Linked DNA regions of Mus musculus: region 1 is linked to region 2. The links are chromatin contacts, called in public HiChIP or PLAC-seq maps. All regions are on one chromosome and are shown on one strand. Each heading gives the region's core, a stretch centred on a gene start, on an enhancer-like site or on the middle of the called end of the contact. The rest is flanking DNA. Distances are from core to core; before and after follow the strand shown. Region 1 overlaps Mecom (MDS1 and EVI1 complex locus). Region 2 overlaps Mecom (MDS1 and EVI1 complex locus).

Evidence for each region. HiChIP or PLAC-seq counts read pairs in DNA pulled down with a chosen protein or histone mark.
Region 1: a FOXA1 HiChIP or PLAC-seq map of pancreatic cancer cells shows a contact between it and region 2. The contact joins two enhancer-like sites. A contact is called at or near these places in 1 of 15 datasets of contacts at CTCF or cohesin (the NIH/3T3 cell line) and 1 of 115 datasets of contacts at active chromatin or transcription factors (pancreatic cancer cells).

The regions. Positions count from the first base shown.
Region 1 is chr3:30,466,256-30,471,598 of GRCm38.p6, reverse strand. The region is part of intron 1 of Mecom (MDS1 and EVI1 complex locus); the gene reads left to right. Among named protein-coding and RNA genes, the nearest start is that of Mecom, 41 kb to the left of the region's middle. Within about 2 kb of position 3,353, at least 21 of the 459 cell types and tissues checked have an H3K27ac peak or open chromatin away from gene starts, as enhancers often do. A contact at or near this core is called in pancreatic cancer cells, where this site is marked.
Region 2 is chr3:30,210,990-30,216,474 of GRCm38.p6, reverse strand. The region is part of intron 2 of Mecom (MDS1 and EVI1 complex locus); the gene reads left to right. Among named protein-coding and RNA genes, the nearest start is that of Mecomos, 190 kb to the right of the region's middle. Within about 2 kb of position 2,769, at least 45 of the 459 cell types and tissues checked have an H3K27ac peak or open chromatin away from gene starts, as enhancers often do. A contact at or near this core is called in pancreatic cancer cells, where this site is marked.

The DNA of each region.
Region 1 (5,343 bases), core at 2,104-4,603, 250 kb before region 2:
ACAAAATGTGTTTTGTCTTAGGCTGGCGTCCAACTCCCTGTGTCGCTCAGGATGACTTGAACTTGTGATCCTCCTGCCTCTGCCTCCCAGGTGCTACAATTACAGGCATGCTCCAGCACGCCCAGTTTACCGATGTTATGAACTGAACTCAGACTTCCTGCCTGCTAGGCAAGTACTCCACACTGAGCTACATTGTCAGAGCTCAGCAATGCCATTTTTCTAGTCATTAACCATTATTATTAATTTGCTACTTGCCAATTATTTGTAACCACATGTTGGCAACTGTGTGTCATTTAGCTCCTTACAGCCCAAAAGGCACCACCATGCTGCTTCCAAAAGTCATGTTTTTCTTCTTTTATTTTTCTTTTTCTCCCTTCCCTTCCCTTCCTTTCCCTTCCCTTCCCTTCCCTTCCCTTCCCTTCCCTTCCCTTCCCTTCCCTTCCCTTCCCTTCCCTTCCCTTCCCTTCCCTTCCCTTCCCTCCCCTCCCCTCCCCTCCCCTCCCCTCCCCTCCCCTCCCCTCCCCTCCGCTCCCCTCTCCTCCCCTCCCCTCCCCTCCCCTTCCCTTCCCTTTCTTAGGACAGCTTTCTCTGGTTCAACTCTGAAATTCAGAAGGGCTGGGAGCTCTGGGGATGCTCAGAGATTTCAATCTTTGTGAGAAATCCCTTGTCAGCTACAAAGCAAGTCTGTTTTCCCATAGGGGCTGGTAAAAATACACACACATTAGTAAAGTAAATCGGCTAGGGGGGAGACACTGCTGGGTCTAGCTGTCCAGTGAGAAGTGGAAATGTTTGTGTATACCAGACGGTGTGTCTGGCTACCTTGAGGGTAGACTCTCAAGGGAGAGTCCCTGTTTGGTCTGGGAACACAGCTCTGTGTTTATCACCGGGGAAGGCCTGGGGCTGAGTGACAATGAGCAGGCACAAGCATCAGGACAAGCCTCTGTTCTAAATGTCTGTCTCATTAGGAGGACTAGAAACATCTTCCTCCCCCTAGCATGCTTCCCTGAGATAGAGCAACCCAAAGATTTGATCCTGTCAGAGGGGGCAGTCAGCTCTGTGAGACTGCATACTTGAGGGGACCTGCTTTTCAGTGGAGGTCACACGCAGTGGGTGTCATTTCTATGGCAGCAACTCTAGCTGCCTGTAACTTCTCCTCTCTGGTCACTTTCCGGCACCTCCCTGCCAGGACAGAATGGTTGGCCTACTTCAGAGGGCTCTGCTCAATCCAGTCTCACTTCCTGAACTAAAATCGTTTTCGACATAAACATTCAAGAGGGTGGTGTATCATGCAGGTGGAGAGACACCACGATCAGGAGAGACTACCCACTAGCCTATGTAGTATTTATTTCAGCTTTTATGAAGGGAGGCTTTATTCAAGCCATGCAAGAATCCACCCGTTTCCCAGTAGTGAAGTACTACTTACTACACTGTTAAGTGGACTGCTGGGAGATGTGGAACCCCAGACCCTGTGCCTTCATTTCCGTGGTCAGGCCCAGGCTGGGAGAACATGCATAACGACTGTTAAAGATCAGACCCCTAATGGAATCAGAGATGTTAGAGGAGGATAGCAAATGATACAAACTAGGTTGAGAGTCACTAAGTAGTCCTGTTTAACAAGAGTCATCAAAGTTGAAGGCAGTCTGGAATGTGCAGTTTAAAAATAGTCAAGAAAGTACAAAGAAAAGAGGTGAGTGGGAAATACATGTGCACATACACACACACACACACACACACACACACACACACACACACACACACACACTGCTAGTGGATTCAAAGTGCATGTATGCTTGTACACGTACACTTGGGTTTTATGAGACCCAACATTCTTCTTCTCTGTAAAGATTTGTAGCTGTTTTCTGAGTAGGGGAGACAGTTCAGCAAGTAAACGGATTTCTGCCTAGCTTCATGACCTTACCTGGATGCCAGGGACCCACTTGGTGGAAGGAGAGAAAGGACTTCCACTAAGCTATCCTCTGACCTGCACACACGTGACATGAAATAGCTTGTGCATGCACATACTAAAATATAATGAAAATTTACTGGCCAGCTTCTTGTCTTGTTTTTAGAGAAAGAGATTAAGGGGCGAGTTGGGCACTGCCATGTTCTGTGCATCTAAACAAGGCAAATCACCATCCACCTGCCAAAAACTTAGTTCCATAAGAGTTGCCAACCTCAGTCCCTCCCTTCACAGGATGAGGATGTGTGCTGTCATTGGCGTGTCATTTCCATGTGCACCATCAATTCCAGGAATACTTGTTTCCTCAGTGAAGAGTGTAGAGTGCCCATTCCTTACTACGGAGTATGACACGTTTGAATAGAGGCACTGGGGCAGCTTCCTGGACAGCTATGGTCACGGTTACACACTTTCAATGTTATCTTTGTGGGTTTGAGGAGACTTGAGTGGTTCTGGGTCCCTGTAGGTGGATTGTCTGGGCTCACTCTCCAATCAGCAGGTGCTGACCATTTGGAGAATGGTTTGAGAGAACTGTTACCCCTCCATTCAGGGGTATGAAGAAGGGCTTCACCTGTAGTTCTCATTGTGACTTGACTCATGCCTGATGCTGCTTCCTTCCTTGTTTTAGGTGCCACATAGATGCAGAAGCAGTGTGCTTGATGTCAGGAGGTCTCCCCTTTCTTCTCTGTCTCCCCATTCTTCTCTCCTCCGACCCTTTCTCTCCCCCATTTCTCCCTCTCTTTCCTTATGTCCTCTCCTCCACACTTTGGGTATCAAACCCGGGACCTTGTACCTATTAGGCAAGTGCTGAATCATTGTGCTACATTCCCAGCTCTCTAACTTTCTTCTCATTCTTTACATCTCATCTTTGGCTCAGTGGAGAATTTCTTTCTGGGAGCAGAGCTGGCCTGGGAGGAGACAGTGAAGTAAGGAAGTTCTTGGCTCTGAATTACACACTGTTCTTCCCTCTAGTGACCATGACCTGGGGCAGTCGGAGCCCACAGGCTGTTCTCTTAAGCATCCTGTGATATGGTCTGAGAGTCCTCGAGGACATGGTTTCTTTTACTAGTGTTTGATCTTATCTTGAAAACTCCGGTGCCAGGGTAGTGCCAAGCACACAATAGGAGCTCATAAAAGACAAGTGATGGGGGTGATGAACCAGATTTACAAACTCTTGCCGTCTTGACGGTTTTATTCTGACCAAAAAAAAAAAAAAGTCTCAATAATAAGTGAGCTAATCTTTGCAGAAAGGCAGAGGTTGGAGTTATGGGATATGCTTATTACTAATTACAGCACCTGCTCTTACTTAGTCTGAAGTACCCTCTCTGCCCTGTGAGGCCCAAGCCATGTGGGACATTTGGTATGCAGAGTTCCGAGACCAGAAGTGACTAGAGTCTGACTCACTTCGTTTAAGGATGAAGTGACATCTGTTACTGTTGCTGTGACAGCTCATAACAGTCAATATGGATACAAAGGGCTGAAATTGTCATCCTTATTTTGTTTCCAGCATTTGTAGTGCTGGGACTCTGACCCAGGACCTTGGTATGCAAGGCATTTGCTCTGCCACTTGTCCACACCCCCAACTCAACAAATTGTCAACTTTTAAGCTTGGCACCTGATATCTCCCATTTAAAAACTTTGTTTAAATTTATCTACGTGTCAGTGAGTGTGCATGTATGTGCTTGCACTCATGTGCAGGGGTTGGTTCTCTTCTTCTACCATGTGGGTCCTGGGGATTGAACTCAGATCTTTAAGCTTGGCAGCAAGCACCCTCACTCATCAAGCCACCTCATCAGCCCGCTTACAGTTCTTAAGAAGGCTTCTGCTTCATCTCTTTGGATTTTGCCTTCCCTGGGAGGGAAGTGAAGCCTGGAGCTGACTGTATCACAGCAGAGCCCTAATGGAGTGAGCCAAGAGATGGGCAGGTTGAGGAGTTTCCCATTAAACAGCTCCCACTTAAGCATCTTTCTTTCCAGAAACACAGGTAAACAGATAAACCCAACTGTTTATCTGCTCTGCCTCCGTGCTCGCTGGCTGCTGGCACTTACTGCCTGTTATTGAAAGGTTTTACAAGAAGAGCTCTCTTTTAATGACTGACACTGAGACTGGGGTGTAGCTCAGCTGGAAGTGTGCTTGCCTAGTATACACATAACCCGTCTTCCACCCCCAGGGCTGTGTAAACCAGGAGAGATGGTGCATGCCTGTAATCTCAGTGCCAGCGAGATGGGGAATTTCAAGGTTATTGTTGGGTGTATATGAAGAGGTTAGCTCTTGGACTGTTAAGTACTTAAGAAATATCAGGTGAACTAAGTTTCAAGCCGGTGTTATCTTTCACACCAGCCTATTTCATCTGTTTCGATTCCTTTACAAGTTTGAATCACAATCTAGGAGAGTTATCATAGACTTTCTGATATGAAAGGGAATTTGGAGAGCATCTGATTCCCTGCCTGACTGTTGATTAGGAATTCAAGTCACAGAGAGGCGAAGTGGCTTCCCCAAGGTTACAAAGCTCACTAAAGTCAACTTCAAACCCCACATCTTTTCTTCTGTATTTGTATTTTTTATGTTGCTTTTTTATTTTTTGAAATGGCTCAAAATCACAACATTTTGCTTTTTTATCTCCATCTACTTTTTACAGAACAGGAAACAAAGACATTTCCTACAAATATTTAGATCCCAAGTCCTTATTGAATGCTTATCGTGGCTAGTACTGGCTTGCTTAGAATTGTCCATGTCACAGGCCTGGACCTTCACTCGCTCCACTAATCTGAAGCCTGGCTTCACCCAGATAAAAGCAATAATAGGTGCTATCTGCCTCTCATATTTTGCCCCCGCCGGGATATTTTGGCTGTGGTTATTTCCGGAGTCCATGGAGACAATCTTGGATGAATGACTTTTTAATCACAACTTTGCCACCAAAATAACTCCTTTTAAAAGTGTCCCAATGTGTTCAACAGACATGCATCAGACAGCATCAGGAAAAGTGGGAGCAGGCAGCATGATTAGATGAGGAAAAAGAAAAAGAGCAGAAAGATTTAGCCAGGAGCAAGCATTTGGCAAAGAGGAGTTCCCAAGTCCTCATCCCAAGGCAATCACCAGAGGAGCAAAGAACCTTCCGAGGGCCTTTTGAAAAGGCAGAACTACAAAGGGAGTGAGGTGTAGGTTCTCAGGGAGAGGAAACAGAAACCAGTGTGCTCACCATATACGGGCATAATGGGTTGGGTGTTTGGGCGTTGGAAGCCCTGGGCTGCAATGGAAATAAACCTGTTGAAAACCAAATAAGATGAACACCGGGGAGTACAAAAGAAGGAAGGAAGATGACCATCACTCGGGCCTCGGAGCCTTGTGTTAAAATGAGAATTCTGTCCCCTTCTAAGAATAAGCCT
Region 2 (5,485 bases), core at 1,520-4,019:
GAATTTGGACTAAAGAGGTGGGGCCTTGAGGGGATGAGGAAAATTGAGAGGTAGTTTATGCCATTTCAGACTAATGATAGGAAAGGAAATGAAGAAGAGCTGAGCCTGAAAGGTCACTGGCCTTATTAAGGCAAAGAAGAGCAGATCTGCAACAGCCTGTTACCTGCAGGAGCTTGCAAGGTGTCAGGTTCTAGGGATTGTCTGAGATGGAAATACTCTGAAAAGAGGAGGGGCAAACATCACTATGCATTCTTGTATTGGATGATATTTTAATATTACCAGAGAGAAAAAATGATCCCTACCCATTTTATAAGTCGTTGCTGCTCTGGGCTGTAGTTTGTTATACCTTTGTCTAATGCAATGTGAAATCAGTAATACTTCTTTTAGAGGTTAGTTTTCATGGATAACACAGGAAGTAGTCATTTCATTCACACACACACACACACACACACACACATATCCCTTCAAAAAGGACACACAATTTTATGAATGAACTATAGCATAGATTTATAATTTTTTGCATATACCTAATTATTTACTAAGGTATTTAACACCCAGATGTGTAGTACTTTCTGATGTTCAGGAAACTTTAGGTTTTCTTAATAATTTAATTTATCCAAGTACTGACAAGATGCGTAAAAATGTGGATTTTTCTCTTCAATTCATCAGAAGTGTGATATAACATTGATACTGCTAAATTAAGCAATAAACGATAATTTATATAAAAATTTTTCCAGCAACTTTTTTTTTTATTTTATTGCTATAGATGAAATAACAAGCATGTTATTCAGGTATTGAGAAATGTGAATCAGAGCAGTTTGGTGATAAACTTAATACTTTAACCATTTGGAGTAGGATTATGTGTTCGCTATCAGCAGACCTGTAGCCATAAACAATTCACTTTAACCATTTAATGTTCTTTGTAAGCATTTGGCAATTGGAACTTGACTTAACTTGGGTATACTTTTATGCAGAGTTCTTCTTCCTTATTACAAAGTCATAACCAATTGAATATTTCAGATTCTTTTCATTCTAATCCAATCACTATAGTCCAACTCAGAGCCTTCTTACTGCTTTGCACACACACAACACACATACACACACACACACACACACACACACACACACACACACAATCATTAACTACATAAACAATGTAATTATTTCAGAGCCTGCATTTAAATGTAAAAGAAAAGAGGCATGATTAATCATAATAGCATCTTTTTATTTTATGAATGTATCCCAAACATTATCATTTATAACTACAAAACAAGATAGACCTCTTATTCAGGAAGGGAGATGGCTCAGCAGGTAAGGATGCTTGCTGACCTAAGTTCCATCTCCATGTCCCACCTGATGGGATGATTCCTGTAAGTGGTCATCTGACTTCCACACACATATCCTAGTATGTGTGGATGCTCTTCATCCTTCACATATACACCAAATAATCAAGTAATGTGAAGTTAAAGAATAAGAATTATCAATTCAAATCTTTATCCAGTTGTCAATAAAACCCTTGAAATCAGGTGTGTATATTAACAACATACTTTAATGTGCTGTAACAGTGTGGCTACTGACTGCAGCATTTAACAGAGCCGTATAGCATCTAGAGAACTCCACTATCTGTAGTGGGATGAGTTAAGCTAGTTAATATGCTCCTGGAAGCAATAAAAACTGCCATGGGGGAGGGCCACAAGGCCTCACCCACTCATCTCGAGAGTAGAGAGGACTCTGAAGGTCAGGCCAGGTCAACAGCCTGCCCATGGCTGCCCTTGATGAGCAGACGGCACTTAGATTCAAGATTTCTTCCGGAATTTTAGATTATCTGGAGTCCAATGCTGCTTTTGTTAATTTTGAGCAACTAAACAGCCAGAGTATACAAAGAGAATCAGAAATTAAGATGGTCCTGAGGTCAGGATGGCCACGTAGGAGAAGCACTGTTCACTGAACTTTCCTACATGGCATCATGATTGTTTTTAGAGCCCACCGAGTTTTTATAAATGGACATTGATATTGAACATAGAGGAATTAACTTTAGATAATTTACCTTGGTACTCCCCTCAGACCTATGGAAAATAGAGGGCCTTTTGTTTCATTCGACATGAGTAACTAGTGGTTTTAGCTTGATTGTTGTGATTGAAACCCCAACAGGAAAATGACCGGGTCTCATGTTCATTGGCCCATGGATCCCAAAGAGAAAAATCTGAGTGTTCTACCCCTGCAGTTTTAGACTTTAGACAGTGTCAGAAATTAGCCCCGCCTGACAGTGTCAATAAAATGCTACTGATTAGGATGTATGTGGAAAGGAGAAATGGGAAAAGATAGGAGTCATCTTTTGCAGGATCTTTTGCTGACAGTATTGATCCTGGGCTAACATTCCCAGATGAAATGAGCCGGGACAAGTTGAGTCATAGGATAACAACGCTGCCATCCTGCGGAAGCAGTCTCAGAGAGAAGCAGTACAGCCCTGGCTGTGAAATGAAACCCACAGAGCAGCCAGTGAGTGTCCCTGAGTCTCCCTCAGCTGCAGACTGCATACCTGTGTCCATGGGAGGGCCCTCCACACAGCATGAGCTAGCCAGAAGTGCCAGAGCCAGAGAGGGGATGCTGTCCCCAACAAGATGGGGTGTGTAATCGTATTGTCCTGTCCTGTTTCCACTCCCCACAGTAGAAAATCCTAGGAGGCTAACAAGGCAGAGGATAATGAGAAACATGCCAAGGTAAAAGAAAGGAAAAAGAGGGAGCAAGAGTGAGGGGTCTAACCTACGAACAAGAAACAAATGTGATCAATTACTCCAAGTGTGACGCTAGCAGATACCTTATCTTATGGCTCCTTTAAATAAAAGCCTGATTGTTACCAAATGTGTCTAAAAAGTGAGGAAGAAAAACACATTCATGAAGGGGAGCGGGTGAAAGGGAAACACAACTTTATATGGATGTCAAACAAAACAAATCCCCCCAACCCCCATGCAATTCAGTTTCTAGTGAAGTGGTTAACAGTGGCCTTCTCTGAGCAGGCAGTAAAATGGCTCAATGTTTGAAAAATAAAAGCACCCGACATGACTTGGGGCGGGGGAGGGTCATCCGAACAGGAAACGACCACTGATGGTTTTGCATTCATTCGGAGATGTTTGTTATATTTAAATTATCTGACTCAAATATTTTAAAGGGGAAAGCCCACATGGTGGCAGGAACAGGGTCTGATGACAGAGGGCACAGGGGATGACTCTATTCACCTTTGAATCACCCAAGGCACTCATTTTCACATCCATATCTTCAAGGGTGTTTTTATCTAAGATATTTCCTTGTTCTATGAATTACACGAAACTAGCAATTGTACTTTTAGTGCCATTCATCTTTAACAGGACTGCTTTATGCCCAAGCAAATGTGTAGCCTGTTTTAACGATGTCAAGCAGAGCAGGGAACATGAGGGTTAAAGCTATGGGGAGGACTGAGGCCTGGCAGCTCTGGGCTGCATACTCCCCCAGCTCCCCGTAAGTGCACTAGAATTAACACCATTCCTTTCTTGGAGATCCTGGGTCAGTAGGTGTTACAGGATTATGTTATGAGGTGTGACTATGGGGCAGTAAGACTGTTTTTCACCCTCCACACACAGAAAGAGGCTCTTTTGACTGCAGTGGATAAAACATATTAAATTTCCTTAGGGCCCTCGCCTCTGGTCCTTATACACACACACACACATACACACACATACACACACACCATAATCGCACCCCCCCCCCCACTGTTAAGGAGCTTGGGGAATGGCAGGTGGAGGACTTGTTTTAGAGACAAGAAGTGACATCTTCGAGCTGAGTGTCTTGCCACAAGGATGCCGAGTGGAAAGTAGAGACAAGCTCCATTTCCAGACGCTTCTACATCACCCCAATAAAGGTCTAGCCTCTTGGAATCAGATGTTGTCCCAGCATGGTAATCCGCACCAGTGGGTGGTTTTGTGAATTATCTGCTGCATGTTTAGCTCTTGACAGTCGGTCAGTGCATCTGGAGTATTTATGTGTTGCACTAGACAGTTGCCCACTCTTGGCTGGTGCTCTTCTGTTCTCAGGGGCCTGCCACCCACCCAAGATCTCTAATTGAAACTTTGGTTTTCTAAAGTGAACATACCTACATTCATTTGACTTTCCAAAATAGAAGAATGGACTATGGCTGTCGCAGAATTCTCTGTGGGACATTTCCGTTCATTTAGAAGGCTGATGAGTTCCTTGATGGACTCTTTTTGCTTGTTTCTACCTCTTCCTTGTGTTTCCTTTTTGATTGTCGCTAATCGGACTATGTAAGCAACACAGGGCGATGGTAAAATTAAAATACCACATAAGCAGGTCTCCTTTGTCTTTGTAGAGAGGCCATGTTGTTCTGTGGCTTCTTTGCATGTAATTCCAAAAGGTTTATGTGAAATTGTATACACACATAAACACATTATAGGCTTATAGACAGAAGTCTGTTTCTTGCAAATGTCTACCTATGTTTTCATAAACCTGCTTTAGTTTTGCAATAATATGTCAAAGATTATTTTACTCTGTTTAATTTGTTCATTTAAATATTTATCTAATTATATAAACACACATATCCCAATTATTTAATCTGTCTGGCTCAGAGGCACACACAATCAGTATTTTTATTATGTATCTTTCTAGGTACATGTGTTTTTATTAATTTACACAAATCTGCTTTTCTCTTCTTTATGCTAACAGTATATAGTGAGCACACATTTTTTGAGCTTGCTTTTTTGACCACTTAATAAATGTTCTTGTGGTCATCCAACTGCAGTGTGTAAAGGACTTCTTCCTTTTTGTTGATTGCACAGCAGCCTAATGAATAGATGTATCATTCTTTAGCTATTCCTGCATGGTTGAGCATTGGGGTTGTTTTTATTATTATACTTTCTCACTACTGCAAACAATGCTCAGTGAGTAACTAGGTTACATTTCTAATTATTTCACTGTTTGCTCATTTACCTTGCCAATACTAATCAATTGTCTACAGAGCAGCAAATATGGGTTTTTTTTTTCTTCTTAAGCATAGCATGATGCATAAATAAATGATCCTTTCTGCCAGTCATAGGTAAAAAGTAGTACTTCAGTGAATAACATTCCTCCTACTTATGGCACTAGGGTTTTTTTTTTTTTCTCAGATAGTTGAGTATCTCGCATGTTTCTTTCCTTGCTCACATATCTTTGGTTATAATACCTAGTTTCCAATCACCAGATGGGCATTTTACTTAACCCCACACGATTCTTACATATGTCTGACCTCTTCTATATTTGAACCCTGCCAACTTTGGGCTATGGTGAGCATCATAGTAAGTTGGAATGCAGGAATTTCTAGAAAGAAGACTGCTTGAAACAGGAGGTAATGTCTCACTTAATTTTATGATGAGACCACAGCATTTATCATTTTGGAAAAACATGCAGTTCCCGGTGCAAACAGAGCCTCCGGAATGGCTGGAAGGGCTGTATAAGGGAG